Linked DNA regions of Sus scrofa: region 2 is linked to region 1. Evidence: chromatin contacts called from public Hi-C data. All regions are on one chromosome and are shown on one strand. The core of a region is the stretch at or near the end of the contact, and the rest is flanking DNA. Distances in the headings are between cores, read along the strand shown.

Evidence for each region. A called contact is a pair of places that touch in the nucleus more often than the background predicts.
Region 2: a contact with region 1 is called in a Hi-C map of embryonic fibroblasts, with 5 times the contacts expected there. The contact joins the enhancer-like site here to the promoter of C1H14orf166 in region 1. A contact is called at or near these places in 5 of 5 promoter capture datasets (fetal liver, fetal skeletal muscle, liver and 1 more), 28 of 47 Hi-C or Micro-C datasets (adipose tissue, alveolar macrophages, blood and 16 more) and 1 of 2 datasets of contacts at active chromatin or transcription factors (skeletal muscle).

What each region holds. Positions count from the first base shown.
Region 1 is chr1:181,677,650-181,684,808 of Sscrofa11.1, reverse strand. It overlaps C1H14orf166 (chromosome 1 open reading frame, human C14orf166), which reads right to left and starts at 3,441. Exons shown (of 8, transcript NM_001243494.1): 1 at 3,287-3,441; 2 at 1,023-1,147. The coding sequence starts at 3,347.
Region 2 is chr1:181,827,507-181,834,799 of Sscrofa11.1, reverse strand. No RefSeq gene overlaps it. Among named protein-coding and RNA genes, the nearest start is that of NID2, 58 kb to the right of the region's middle. Within about 2 kb of position 3,804, at least 10 of the 83 cell types and tissues checked have an H3K27ac peak or open chromatin away from gene starts, as enhancers often do. A contact at or near this core is called in embryonic fibroblasts, where this site is marked.

The DNA.
Region 1 (7,159 bases), core at 2,192-4,691:
GGCACCTCAGTGAACAGGCACATAGGTATATATCATTCATTAACAATACATGCCACTCCTACAAGATAGGTACCACTGTTATCCCATTTATTAATAAAGTTGCCCATTGTCGAGAACTAGTGTGAACCTACATAATCCCCTAATTCATAAAATCTCTAAGGAAAAGTTAGGTACCTAAACACTCTGCTTCAGCAAATGAAAAATCCAGTCACATTTCATATTCTTAAAGATCTTACTCATCAAAGTAAAAGAGCTGATGAAAATGATTAATGTAAATACTGATATTGTAAAATGTGATTTTTTTTCTAATTTGAGAACAACTCTTTTCTGCAAAAATGATAGTAAAATTAAACTAAATCAATGGGAAAATCATTCCAGACACAAAAATAATTATTTTTTTAATCCAGATTTTTTTAGGATTATTTCCTTTGTACACATGGGACAACTCTGTATGTTAAATATAAGCATAAACAAGACATAATCTTAGTTTTCACACATGCCAATAATGTTTGTTTTGTTTTGTTCTTTTGGCTCCTACTGTGGCATATAAAAGTTCCTGGGCTAGGGAATGAATCCAAATCCAAGCCACAGCTGTGAGCTATGCTGCTGCAGAGACAATGCTGGATCCTTAACTTGCTGTACACAGCAGGAACTCCAACAATGCCTTGTTTTAATAAAATATTTAAGTGTATTTCTACTATATTTTTAATGTAAAAATTATGATTTTGGCCATTTTTACCACTTATAAAATATATATCTCTGTTTACTTAAGAAGCCTCAGTGTTTTGGAACAAAATTATTTCTAGCTAGTACTAAATACTTGATAGGAAGAGATAATATCATTTGCTTTAAAAACAGAAGAAATATGGAAAAGAAAAAAGTTAAATCCCTGAAATCTGGCTTTTCTAACACTGATCATTATTAAGTATTTTAGAAAAACAAGGAAATTTTAAGCTTGCTTGTCTTAGTACAATTTTTAGACAAGTTCTCTGTACTTTTAACTTTACTTTCTAATCCATTACCTTCTCAAAGAACTTGGGCCAGTCACTGCTGTGGATGTTTCTTAAATTACCTCTGTCTTCAATCTTGTAGTGTCTGATTTTCTGGTCTTCAAGCCAAACAATAAAGTTTCTAAATTCTGTTTCATCTGCAATAAAAACATGATATAAATCACTCAAAGCACTATAAGTAAAGCACTTCCTTTTCCAAAAATAAATAGTCTTATGGAATTTTTTTAACTCCAAAATAGTAAGTTACTTGAGCTGCTTGATGTAGGAGCTGAAAGTGCAGACTTTGGTTTTTTTTTTTTTTTTTTTTTTTGGTCTTTTTGCCATTTTTTTGGGCCTCTCCCGCAGCATATGGAGGTTCCCAGGCTAGGGGTCGAATCGGAGCTGTAGCCGCCGGCCTATGCCAGAGCCACAGCAACGCAGGATCCGAGCCGCATCTGCAACCTACAGCACAGCTCACGGCAACGCCGGATCCTTAACCCACTGAGCAAGGGCAGAGACCGAACCCGCAACCTCATGGTTCCTAGTAGGATTCGTTTACCACAGCGCCACGACAGGAACTCCTGAAAGTGCAGACTTTGAATTAACAGATCTAAAAAATGTTCTGTTCCTATCCTGGCCTGAATTCAAATTCTGACTACACACATCTTGTGATTATGTGAACTTAGGCTAATTACCTAAATTTCTTGTGCCTCAGACTCCTGAGTTACAAAACGGGGGGAGGGAGGCGGGGGGGGGGGGAATAACAGGACTTACCTCACAGGGCTGTTATGAAGGTTAAGTAAATTATTTAAAGATTAAAAGTATCTGGCACATAGTTTTGCTATTAAAATATCAGTTATTTTCCAAGTTCCTTTGGGGAAGGGAGGAGGAAGAATTGGAAAACATTAAATTTACAGCAATAATAAAGTACAAGAAATTAAAGGATGGTTTTCCCATGTGGCTCAACAGGTTAAGACCTGACGTTTTTGTGAAGATTCGATTCAATCCCTGGCCTTGCTCAGTGGATTAAGGATCCAGCATTGGCACAACCTGAGGCATAGGCTGCAGATGTGGCTCAGATCTGGTATTGCCGTGGCTGTGGTGTAGGCTGGTAGCTGCAGCTCTGATTCAACAGCTAGCCTGGGAACTTCCATATGCCACAGATGCAGCAGTAAAAAGAAGGGGGGGGGGATGTCAAATTAAATGATAAATACAAAGGCGATACAGTCAACTACTACTGTTTACTATTACAGCATATTAAAACCATTCATGAAAAAGTTCATAGGTGTTCATGTACCTCACATTCTCTTGCGGTAGGAATATCCTTATCGCACAAGTGTGAAAATTGAGGCTCAAAGATTTGAAATCCAGCTCTAAGCTCTACTGCCTTGAACCTTTTTTGTTAAATAAAAGGCAAAGTAGAAAAACAAGAGTCTATAAATTGACATGCTTCTACAGGAGATCAACAAAACACTGTTAGACTGCTTGGAAATTATTTTCAATTTCAAAATTCAAGCTGGAATTCAAATTATGAAGTCTTGAGAATTTCACCATCTTCTGAACATGCCAGGTTGTACTTGAACACTTTCAAACTTACTAGTCTACTACAGGCTAAGAATTCTGGAAAAAAAACAAGTAGTGGTGGGTAGTAGCTGTGTAACAGTGGGGTAGCAATCTTAATACTTTTTTTTCTTCTACAATTTTAACACTGTGAAATCCCAAATACCTTCGTATTTACAATTCAACCGCCCCATTCAGCTGCTGCTAACTTTTTTTGCACGACCCACACACTGTAATTAGCCCGTTATTATACGCGTGTATCCCAACACTGCCAGCCCAGGACCTCATTAACATTTGAGCTCAAACTGCTCGGTGGGTTCTCACTGCCCACCCCGACCCCTTAGTTCCTGGCAGGCAGTGAACTAACTGGTGTTCAAGTTACGCCGCATCTTCCTCGGATTCCAGCACTGCGCTGGCCCCCAGCAGGTGCTCACGGCGTCACCCTGTGACCCGGCAACCAGCGCATTGAGGGCTAAGAGAAAAAAAGACTTTCCCTCTAGAGAGCTGAGGGTGCGGGCAGGAGGTGAGAGTGGTGTCCGGAGTTTAGCAAGGACACAAAGAACGGGTGACGGGGCTCTGAAGCCAAGGAAGCTTCAGGTGCCCGGCGGGTGGGAGAAGATAAGTCCCGGGGAGACAAGGCCGCGAACGGCCCGGGTAGCGTGCCCGGATGCCGGCGCCGAGGGAGCGGTGGCCCGCGGGGTCACTGACACGCGGCCGGCCCAAGGCCGCCGCCTCACCTTTGCAGTTGAAGCCAGCAGGATTGTGGTAGTCGAGGGCCGTCAGCTTGCGTCGGAACATGGTCCCAGTCTGCTCGCTCCGGTCCCCGGTCTTCAGCCGGGAGGGGAGAACCGAGGAAGAGCGAGCGGCGCAGGCACCGACGACGCGGCGAGAGGGCGTCGGGAGCCGGGACGCTCCGAAATGACGGCGGCCTTAGCCAATCCTGGCTTTAGGATCGGCAGCCGCCGGCCAATGCCCACCAATCGTAGCTCCGGTTGGGGAGGCGGGGCCACGTTGAGGCACGTCGACGCTCAAATAAACTTTATTGTCAGCTTACTAGTTGTGCATTAGGCAGAATGCAACTTAGTGGCCGGTTACCTGTTGTTTTCCTCGCGGTGTTGATACACCCCGCAGAGCACGGTATACTTAGATTCTGCTATCGCCATGCCTCTTATTGAATCGTATAATCTGTTTAGTATTTTCAGCGTATTCACCCATTCATTGAATTATTACATGCCTCCTTCTAACGCTGCTAATAAAAAAGACTTTTTAGCAAGGTCCCTTTCTCACTAAGTAGGGAGTGATCGACAGGTAAACAAACAAATATAATACTGTATAATAGTTCCAGACATCACTAGCAGCTATGGAATCTTGAAGCCAAAAACCTGGACTTATCCTTCACTCCCTATCAACCTCAATTACAACATCCAATACTTCATTAATTCATGCTGTTCTGTCTCTCATGTCTTTCTCAAATCCCTCTCCTCCTCCCAACCTCACTGATGCTACCTCAAATCAGGCCTTCATCATTTTTGCTTATTCTATCTTATTTCTTAGGGCCAGTCTTGCTTTTTCCAATCCTCCCAACTCCACTCCCACCATCACAGTCAGCAATGATAGTGATTTTCTGAAACAAAAACCTGTTCATTACCGTTTAATGCTTAGTATCCTTTTGTGGGTTCCTGCTGCCTTTGAAATAATCAAAACTTCAATTTATATATTAATATGCTTCTTCATTCCCCCAATCTGCATTCATACACTGGAGAGACAGCAGTGAGCAAGACCTACCAGGCCCGTACTCTCCTGAAGTTTAAAAGGTTGTTGAGGGAAGACAAAACAAACAAGTCTGAACTATGGCTTGAAGATGGTGAGGAGTTTGCCATACCATCAAAAGGGTAGCTTGCATTGAGGGAAGAAGACATACAAAGTAAAGGAGTGAACAGCAGCTGGGCCAGAGTGGCTAGAGCTTATGGAAGTTGGAGGGTAGAAGAGAATGACAGTGGATGAGACTTAGCCAAAGACCAGGGCCTGATCAAAAACGACCTTTCATGCCATGCTAAGGGGAGCTATTGATGTTCTTGGAGGCAAGCCAACTTTATATGCTTCATTTTATTTCAACAGATTATAATTAAACACTGTGCTGGTACTTGTGGGCCATACAAATGAGTGAGATATTTTCAGGATATTCAAGTATAAAAGCAAAATTAGACATGTAAATAAATACTTATAATCTAGAGTTAGAAAGTGATAAATAACGAGAAGTACAAAGTGTGCTTTCAGGTCAGAATACAGCTTTAAGGAGGCACTGTGAGACAGTCTGTATTTTCCAAATAAGATGCCTACTGATTGAATCAAAAAATCAGCTCCAGTGAGTTCCTTTTGTGGCTCAGAAGTAACAAACCCGACTAGTATCCATGAGGATGACGATTTGCTTCCTGGCCCTGCTCAGTGGGTTAATGATCCAGTGTTGCCCTGAGCTGTGGTGTAGGTCAAAGATGCAGCTTGGATCCCACATTGCTGAGGCTGTGGTGTAGGCCAGCTGCTGCAGCTCCAGTTTGACCCCTAGCCAGGGAACATCCATATACTGCCCTAAAAAGCAAAAAAAAAAAAAAAAAAAAAAAAAACCAAAAAACGAAACAACAACAACAAAAACAGAAAAAAGAAAAAAGCTGTAATATACCATGGTATATGCTAGCTATATAGTTAACAAAATACTAGCCAAAAAATACGAAGAAATATGAACCAGTCAAGGAAGGGGAAATAATAAAGGAATGCTTATATGCAATTGCAGATAATGTTATTTCTTTAAAAAGTGGGGGAAAGCAGGAATTCCCACTGTGGCAGAGTGGGTTAAGAATCCAACTGCAGCAGCTCAGGTCAATGTGGAGGGATGGGTTTGATCCCCAACCCAGTGCAGTGGGTTAAAGGATCCAGCGTTGCCACAGCTGCAGCATAGGTCAAAGTTGCGGCTCAGATTCACTACCTGGCCTAGGAACTTCCATATACCACAAGTGCAGCCATAAAAATAAATAAATAAAATTTTTTAAAAAAGAGTAGGAAAAAGTGATTTTAAATTTTTTCCTGGAATTGATACTTTAATGTAAAAAAAAAACAAAAAAACCTCAGTTGTTTGTTCCTGACCTTGTATCTCTATTTCAGAGCCCTAAATGATCAGGTACTTGAAACTCTCTTGTCATCACCCCCAGGTGTGAGGAGGTTGGAAGAGGATGTAGACATGAGGAATGCTGCAAGGGACCACCAGACTTGAGCAGAGGACAAAGCTTTTTTTTTTTTTAATGATTTTTATGTTTTCCATTATAGTTTATTTACAGTGTTCTGTCAATTTCTACTGTACAGCAAAGTGACTCATATATATACTATATATATGTAATACATATTTATATATAATACACATATGTTCTTTTTCTCATCCTCCATCATGTTCCATCACAAGTGACTGGATATAGTTCCCTGTGCTCTATAGCAGGATCTCATTGCCTATCCACTCCAAATGCAATAGTTTGCATCTATTAACCCCAAGCTCCCAGTCTATCCCACACCCTCCCCCTTGGCAACCACAAGTCTGTTCTCCAAGTCCATGAGTTTCTTTTCGGTGGAAAGGTTCATTTGTGCCATATATTAGATATAGGTGATATCATTGGCATTTGTCTTTCTCTTTCAGACTGACTTCACTTAGTATGAGAGTCTCTAGTTCCATCCATGTTGCTGCAAATAGCATTATTTTGTTCTTTTGTATGGCTGAGTAGTATTCTATGGTGTGTATGGACCACATCTTAATCCATTCCTCTGTCGATGGACATTTCGGTTGTTTCCATGTCTTGGCTGTTGTGAATAATGTTGCAATGAACATAGGGGTGTATGTGCCTTTTTCAATGAAAGTTTTATCTGGATAGATGCCCAAGAGTGGAACTGCTGGGTCATATGGTAGTTCTATATTTAGTTTTTTGAGGTACCTCCATACTGTTTTTCATAGTGGTTGTACCAATTTACATTCCTACCAACAGTGTAGGACAGTACCCTTTTCTCCATGCCCTCTCCAGCATTTCTTATTTGTTAACTTGTTAACGATGGCCATTCTGACTGGTGTGAGGTGGTACCTCATAGTAATTTTGATTTGCATTTCTCTAATAAGCAGGGATGTTGAGCATTTTTTCGTGTGTCTGTTGGCTATCTGGATGTCTTCTTTGGCGAAATGTCTATTCAGCTCTTTTGCTGATTTTTCAGTTAGGTCGTTGGTTTTTCTGCTGTTGAGTTGTATAAGTTTGTATACTTTAGAGGTTAAGCCCTTGTCAGTTGCATTGTTTGAAACTATTTTCTCCCATTCCCTAGGTTGTCTTTATTTTTTTTTTATGGTTTCCTTTGCTGTGAAAAATCTTTTCAGTTTGATTAGGTCCCATTGGTTTATTTTTGCTTTTATTTCTGTTGCCCTGGGAAACATGACCTAAGAAAACATTTGTATGCTTTATATAAGAGAATGTTTTGCTAATGTTCTCTTCCAGGAGCTTGATGGTGTCTTGCCTTACAGTTAAGTCTTTAAGCCATTTTGAGTTTATTTTTGTGCATGGTGTGAGGGTGTATTCTAGTTTCATTGA
Region 2 (7,293 bases), core at 2,555-5,054, 150 kb before region 1:
TTGCTGTGGCTCTGGTGTAGGCCGGTGGCTACAGCTCTGATTCAACCCCAAGCCTGGGAACCTCCATATGCTGTAGGAGCAGCACAGGAAGTGGCAAAAAGACAACAATAAATAAATAAATTAGTAAATTTTGATATCATATAACCAGGGAAAAAGTCATATATTTCTTATACTATAAGATTCAGACAAGACCCACACATAGCACACATTAGTTCCTCTCTCTCTTTTTTTTTAATGCCATCTATTTGGAGGAGAAATTTGATCAAATGTTTCATAGAATTTTTCATAGTCTACGTTTGACTATTGCATTCTTGTGGCATTTTTCTAAGGATTCCTGATTCCTTTTTATTGGGAAATATTATTTAGAGACCACCATTTGGGCATGAGGGATGTTCTTTGTTACTAAATTGTCATTGTTTTACAGGTTTTTCAGAGTAAACAATGCAAAATATATACATTTAAGATGAGAAAAAAATAAGTTCTTATTGATAGTTCCAATTTAAACTTAGGAATACAAGAGTTTTCCTTAACTTGTTTTGTATTTGTATCTTGTTTTCCCCTTGCCAAACAATTTTGTTTCTATGTTAACCAAAGGTAATTACTTATTACTTTTAGTTTACAACACATTTACTGTAGGTTAAGATTTCTTTGTAATGATTCCATGGAGGCAACATCATCTCTTGTGTCTCTGAGGATACTAATTATAGGGTTTTTTTCCCCTGCACTGATTTATTTTTTCTTCCCTTTATTGTTTCTATTTTCGAAGTTCAAATTTTCTTAAAAGTCTAGTGAACCTTGGCTGTTGAATCAAAAATAAAAGATACTAAAACATCAGTATTACTGATAACAGTAAGATTACTAAAATGAGTATAAAATCAAAGGAATTAAGTAAAAATCCCATAATCTCATATTTGAATAGGGGATATCAGTATGAATTCATTTTTTTTTCTCTTATAATAATGTAAAAGTACATATTTCATTGCTCTGTCTCTTGAAAGGCCTAGAGGCAATAAATTTAGTAGTAGAAAAGCACCACAAGCATTCAGATTATGGTCTCTAAATGCCATTCCCCACTAAGAGGAATCAGAACTTTTTAAGAAAATTCCACTTCTAGAGCAGGAGTTAAAAGGTGAGTCTGGGGTATTATTTTATGTCAAAGAAGAAACAATCCATCTTTCGAAGCAGCCACATCAAAAGGACAAAAAAGCCATCCTTACGAGGCTCCCATTGGCCAAAGATGGAGCCATTTGAACATGAAAAAGAGTTAGAACACATCAGAGAACTAAAAATTCATGAGTTTATAATGATTTAAAAAGTGTCACTGTGGAGTTCCTGTCATGGCTCAGTTGTTAACAAATCCAACTAGGAACCATGAGGTTGCAGATTCAATTCCTGGCCTTGCTCAGTGGGTTAAGGATCCGCCGTTGCCCTGAGTTGTGGTGTAGGTCACAGATGCAGCTCAGATCCCTCATTGCTGTGGCTGTGGTGTAGACTGGAGGCTACAGCTCCGATTAGACCCCTAGCCTGGGAATCTCCATATGCTGCGGGTGCAGCCCTAAAAGGACCAAAGGAAAAAAAAAATGACATTGCTCACCTTTGGAAGACACTAGGGCACCAAATCTTTACTAAAAAATGTATTGAAAAGGGAACTATCAAAGATTTTATCCTGCCTTGTATTTCAGTACTGTATTTCACGGTAACCAAATTACTGATAAGGAAAAGTTCTTTATAGAATAATTCAACCAGTGAGTACAGAAGGAATGATAAAATCATAAAAATCACCGTTTTGCAGTTGCTAATAAAATAATCAATTTAGACAACAATTATCAGTGTTTGCTAAAACAATTAGGTTAAAAGTCAATGAAGAGCTTCATAATGGAAATATTAGACTGCTATCACTTGAATCCCGCTGACAAATCTCGGTTATCATTGAAAGTAAAACAGCTGGACTATATGATGGTGCTTTACAATAGGAAAAGCACACCACCACTTAGGAACTTTTCTTGCAAAAAAAAAAAAAAAATCAAACCTGAATCTTGCTAAGTCAGTAGGTTTAGCTACCAGTTTACAGAAAACAAGAGGAAAAAAGAACATTTTAAACAAGACCACTAAGATCCAATTAACTAATCCTGATCGAAGTATTTTATAAGCCAAAAGAGCTAGTTTCTCAAATAAATTTATTTATTAAAAAATAAAGGGATGGATTTTTAGAGAATAAATGATATTTAAAAGATAGAATAACCAAAACCAGTGCATGGACCTTCTTTGGATCCTGATTTGAGCAAACATACTATAAAGTACATCTGAGATAATTAGGGAAATTTGAAGAGATACTTAGTATTCAGTTATATAAAGAAATTATTTTAATTTGTATTGTTATCAAAACATCATGGTTGCCAATTTTTAAAAATTCTTAACAATGAAAGATATATGCATACCTAAGTATTTTCAGGTGACTTCCTCCATATGAGGTTTGAGATTTGCTTTAAAATACTCCAGGAAGAAGAAAAAAAAAAAGGAGGGGGGAAGAGGAGAATAGATTTTTTGAAAACTGCTGATAGATTGTGAAACTGAATAGTAGGTACATATGAGTTCATTTTACTATTCTATCTACTTCTAAGTTTGAAATTTTCTATCATTAAAGGATTTTAAAAATAAAGAAAAAAATAAGTTCTCGGTGAATTTTTTTTCTTTTTTCTTTTTAGGGCCACACCCATGGCATATGGAAGTTCCTAGGCTAGGGGTTGAATGAGAGCTATAGCTGCCAGCCTATGCTACAGCCACAGCAATGTGGGATTTGAGCCTGTCTGTGACTTACACCACAGTTCATGCAACACTGGATCCTTAACCCGCTGAGCAAGGCATAGAATCCTCATGGATTCTAGTCAGATTCATTTCTGCTGTGTCACAGTGGAAACTCCTTCGGTGAATAATTAAAATCCAAGTTATCTCTAAATAAACATAGTTTAAAAAACAACAGGAAAAATCCTGGTAAAATCATAAAAATTTTACCAGGAAAAAACACAGAATAAGGAAAAAAAGGAAACAACAATTCTTAAAGAATATTTTTTATAATGATTTTTATTTTTTCTGTTATAGTTGGTTTATAGTGTTCTGTCAATTTTCTACTGAACAGCAAGGTGACCTAGTCTCACACACACACACACACACACACACACACATACATACATACATACATATACACATTCTTTTTCTTACATTATCCTCCATCATGCTCCATCACAATTGACTAGATATAATTCCCAGTGCTATACAGCAGGATCTCAATGCTTATCCACCCAAATGCCATAGTTTGCATCTATTAACCCCAGACTCCCAGTCTATCCCACTCCCTCTCCCTTGTCCTTGGCAACCACAAGTCTGTTCTCCAAGTCCATGAGTTTCTTTTCTGTGGAAAGTTCATTTCTGCCATATATTAGATTCCAGATATAAGTGATATCATATTAAAAGAATAATTAAATGAACAAAGCAATCTGATGGACCTATAACCTCCTCCATATAGTTTCATTTCTTTCTATATTGGCACTGCCAATTTTCCAGAACCCAGTCACCTCTCTTCTATAAGATTCTCCTAATACACAGACAAATCCCAATTCCTCTGACTCTTTTTAAAATCATCTCCCTTCTGTTTGCTTTCGTAATGCCACCTAATCCAGGCCATGACAAAATTTCCCATGACTGATGTGATTTACAGGAGTTTGGTTTGTCTAAGAAGGTTCTATATTAACTTTATTTTTTCCAGAAGTCACCAAAACAGACACCCAGATGGCCTAAGTAAGCCCAGTTTGAGTCACAGTTGGGTTACGACTCATTCTAAGCTGGGTTGGTTCTTCCACTTTGGTGAGTCTGGGGCTTTGCCACTTCATCCTTGATGCCAAATTGGGGGCCTATTTTTCTCCCAAGCCTGTTATCCACTATCTACTTACTCAGTGACCATAAGCAGAAATGCGTATCTCAGTTTCTGAAAATTAGCCTATTTCACAACACTGCTAACAACTAGTTTGATTCAAAATTAAAACTCTCTCAGTTCAGACTTCCTCTTCTCTTCAGAGGCCAGGGCTGGAGAGGTGGGGGTAGGGAACAAATGTGCCTTGTGCTCTGCCCTTAAGGTCAGCAGATTGAATGTGGCCTTGTGTGTGCTGTGAATGTACAGTGCATGACGTCATGCATATTCAGTGGCTTTCCGACCACTGGTGTCTCACTAATGACCAATTCTTTTTTCTTTTAGAAAGATGCTTCTCTTTGACTTCTGAGATTATTTTACTGTCCTGGTACTTTGATTTTTTTTTTTCCTGTCATAGCCATGATTTCTCCTCCTCCTGACTTTCTCCTTTTCCTCACCTTTTCTCTCCTTACCTCATTTCTCCTGTTCTCTCTTCCCCTCCCTGTTCCTCTCCCTTCCCATCTTCTCTCCCTTTTTCCCTTTCCATCCTCCATACATCAAACATATGTCAACTATCAATTTAAGATGAATGAATTCTTCTCTCTCACTTTCACCAGGTTCCAAGCCTGCATCTCTAACAGACTCCTAGATATTATGTTTGGACATCCTAATAGTTAATATTAATAATAACAATATTATTTTATTAAATCCAAAATAAAACTCATAATCTCCCAAAGAGATTCTTCTTCTCATTGTCTTTGACTTTGTAGATGACACTTCAGGCATCCAAGCTCACCAGACACAAAACCTTGTAGCCATCTCTTATTCTTTCCTTAACCATTCTAACTATCCAAGCACTGAATTCTGCACTTTCGATCTTTTTTTTTTTGTCTTTTTGTCTGTTTTTTTAGGGCCGCACCTGATGCATATGGAGCTTCCCAGGGTAGGGGTCCAATTGGAGCTGTAACCACTGGTCTATTCCACAGTCACAGAACACAGGATCCAAGCCGTGTCTGTGGCCTACACCATACCTCACAGCAATGCCAGATCCTTTACCCACTGAGCGAGGCCAGGGATTGAACCTACGTCCTAATGGATACTAGTCAGATTTGTTTCCTCTGTGCCATAATGGGAACTCCTCAGTCTTTTTTTCTTAAATGGAAGTATAGTTGATGTACAATGTTGTGTTTATTTCTGCTGCACAGCAAGGTGATTCAGTTATAATTTTTACATTCTTATTCATATTCTTTTCCTTTATGGTTTATTACAGGATATTGAATATAATTCCCTGTGTTATACAGTAGGACCTTGTTGTTTATCCAATCATCCTAGTTTGCATCCGCTAATCCTAAATTCCCAAATTCTTCTCTTCCCCATTGTCCCTTCCTTGGCAACCACAAGTGTGTTCTCTGTCTGTAAGTCTGTTTCTGTTTTGTAGATAGGTTCATTTGTATCATATTTTCAATTCCACATATATGGACTTTCAACCTTCTCTGGGGAGTTCCCTGGCTGCCTAATGGGTTAAGGATATGGAATTGTCACAACAGTCATTCAGGTCACTTCTATGGCGAGGGTTTGACCCTTGGCCCAGGAAGTTCTGCATGCTGTGGATGCAGCCAAAAAAATTTAAAAATTAGAAAAATAAAACAAACCTTCTCTGTAGGAACCCTCATCCTCAGACAGGCATTTGAAACTTTCATAATTATTTCCACCTGATCTGTCCAAGATTCTGTCCATGTAGAATCACTTCCTCCTGCCTCTATACATACAATTTCATCTCCTGTCCAAATCTTTCTTTGCAGTTTCATTCCCACTTAGGATGCCACACTGCTTTCTCTTCACCTGTCTATGACCTATCCAGTCTCCAAGTCCATATGGAAACCCTCTCCCTTCAGAAGGGATTTATGGATGAAATGACTGGACTGCTTCAGAGTAATCCAGTGGGCAGTGAAAAAGTGTATATACAGCATAAATGAGACAACGTGGCCAGTCGTTGATGTGTTAGGTACACAGGGTTTTGTTATCCCATTCTCTCTGCTTTTGCATATGTTTGAAATCTTCCATGGTAAAATGTTTAAAAAGAAAAATGAAATAGAAACTAGAAGGATGATTATAAAACATGGTGTCCTAAACCAAAAGACTCATGAGTAGTCAGGGAAGATTCCAGCAAGATGCCATGTTGGTCTTGGGGAGGCCTGGTGGGGAAGAGGAGGCTGGCGGCCGTGTGATATTCCCATAACATCAAACTTCACAAGGCTATGGATTTGTGTTGTTCTGTTTATTGCTGTATCTAGCATATAGAATATTCCTGGTCCTCCCAAGTGTTCACTGCATGATTTTATTGAATGAATAGATGATTTAGGAATCATAATGAGTCTGAGAACAGCCTCCAAATCCATTCTGTAAAAGAAGAAGAAAGTGGCCATGCTTCTCTTGGGTTCTAATTTGTTCACAGTGTGAAACTGCATAACTCAGATGTGGGGCTTGAATCTAGCCAAAACTCAAACTGGGACTTGAACTCACAAGCTGGAACTTGAACCCACTGTTTTTTTAATTAAAATGGTCAGGATTTACTGAAGCTCAGATTCTTTATGTCTCAGCACAGAAAGAATTCAGTGAGAGGCAAAGTGACAGGCAAGAAGTAGATTTATTAATATAGGACACTCGTGAGGGATACAAGTTGATCAGGTAAGGGGGCTCTACCCTGAGAATTAAGCAGGCTTAGCAGGTTTATTTAGGGAGATACACATTCCATAGGCAGAGTGTGAACCATTTGAAAAGTCCCGAGAGCTCCCTGAGGTGTGGGGGTGGTTAGTTTTTATAGGTTGAATAATTTCATAGGCTAGTGAGTGGGAGGATTACTATAACTACTTGGGGGAGAGATGGGGATTTCCAGGAACTGGGCCTCTGCCTACTTTTTGGCCTTTTACCATTGGCCTCGGAACTGTCATGGTGCCTGTGGGTGTGTCATTCAGCTAACGTGTTACAATGAGTGTATAATAAAGCTCAAGATCCACTGGAAGTTGAATGTTCCACCATCTTGGTAGGTTGTGCCCTACCCCCTTCTCTTCTGGCTCAAGTGCACCACATAAGCACAGATAGAGGTATCAAACAGCATCAAACATCATCTATTCAAAAAGTTGTGATTGTGTGCGTCCCATGCTTCATGTGTGGATAAAACATAGGAGAAGAAGTCTCTACCCCATAGTTTTGTGTGGTGGAGGAAGTACAGACAAGAAAGCCCACAGTCCAGAGAGAGAAATGCAGAGTAAGGCACATCGTGCTGTGGGAGTACAGGAGAGGGACCACTGACTCTGGGGCTCCAGGAAGCCCTCCCACAACTAAACCCAGGATAAATAAAAGTTGGCTTTGTGAAAAGGGAAGGGAAA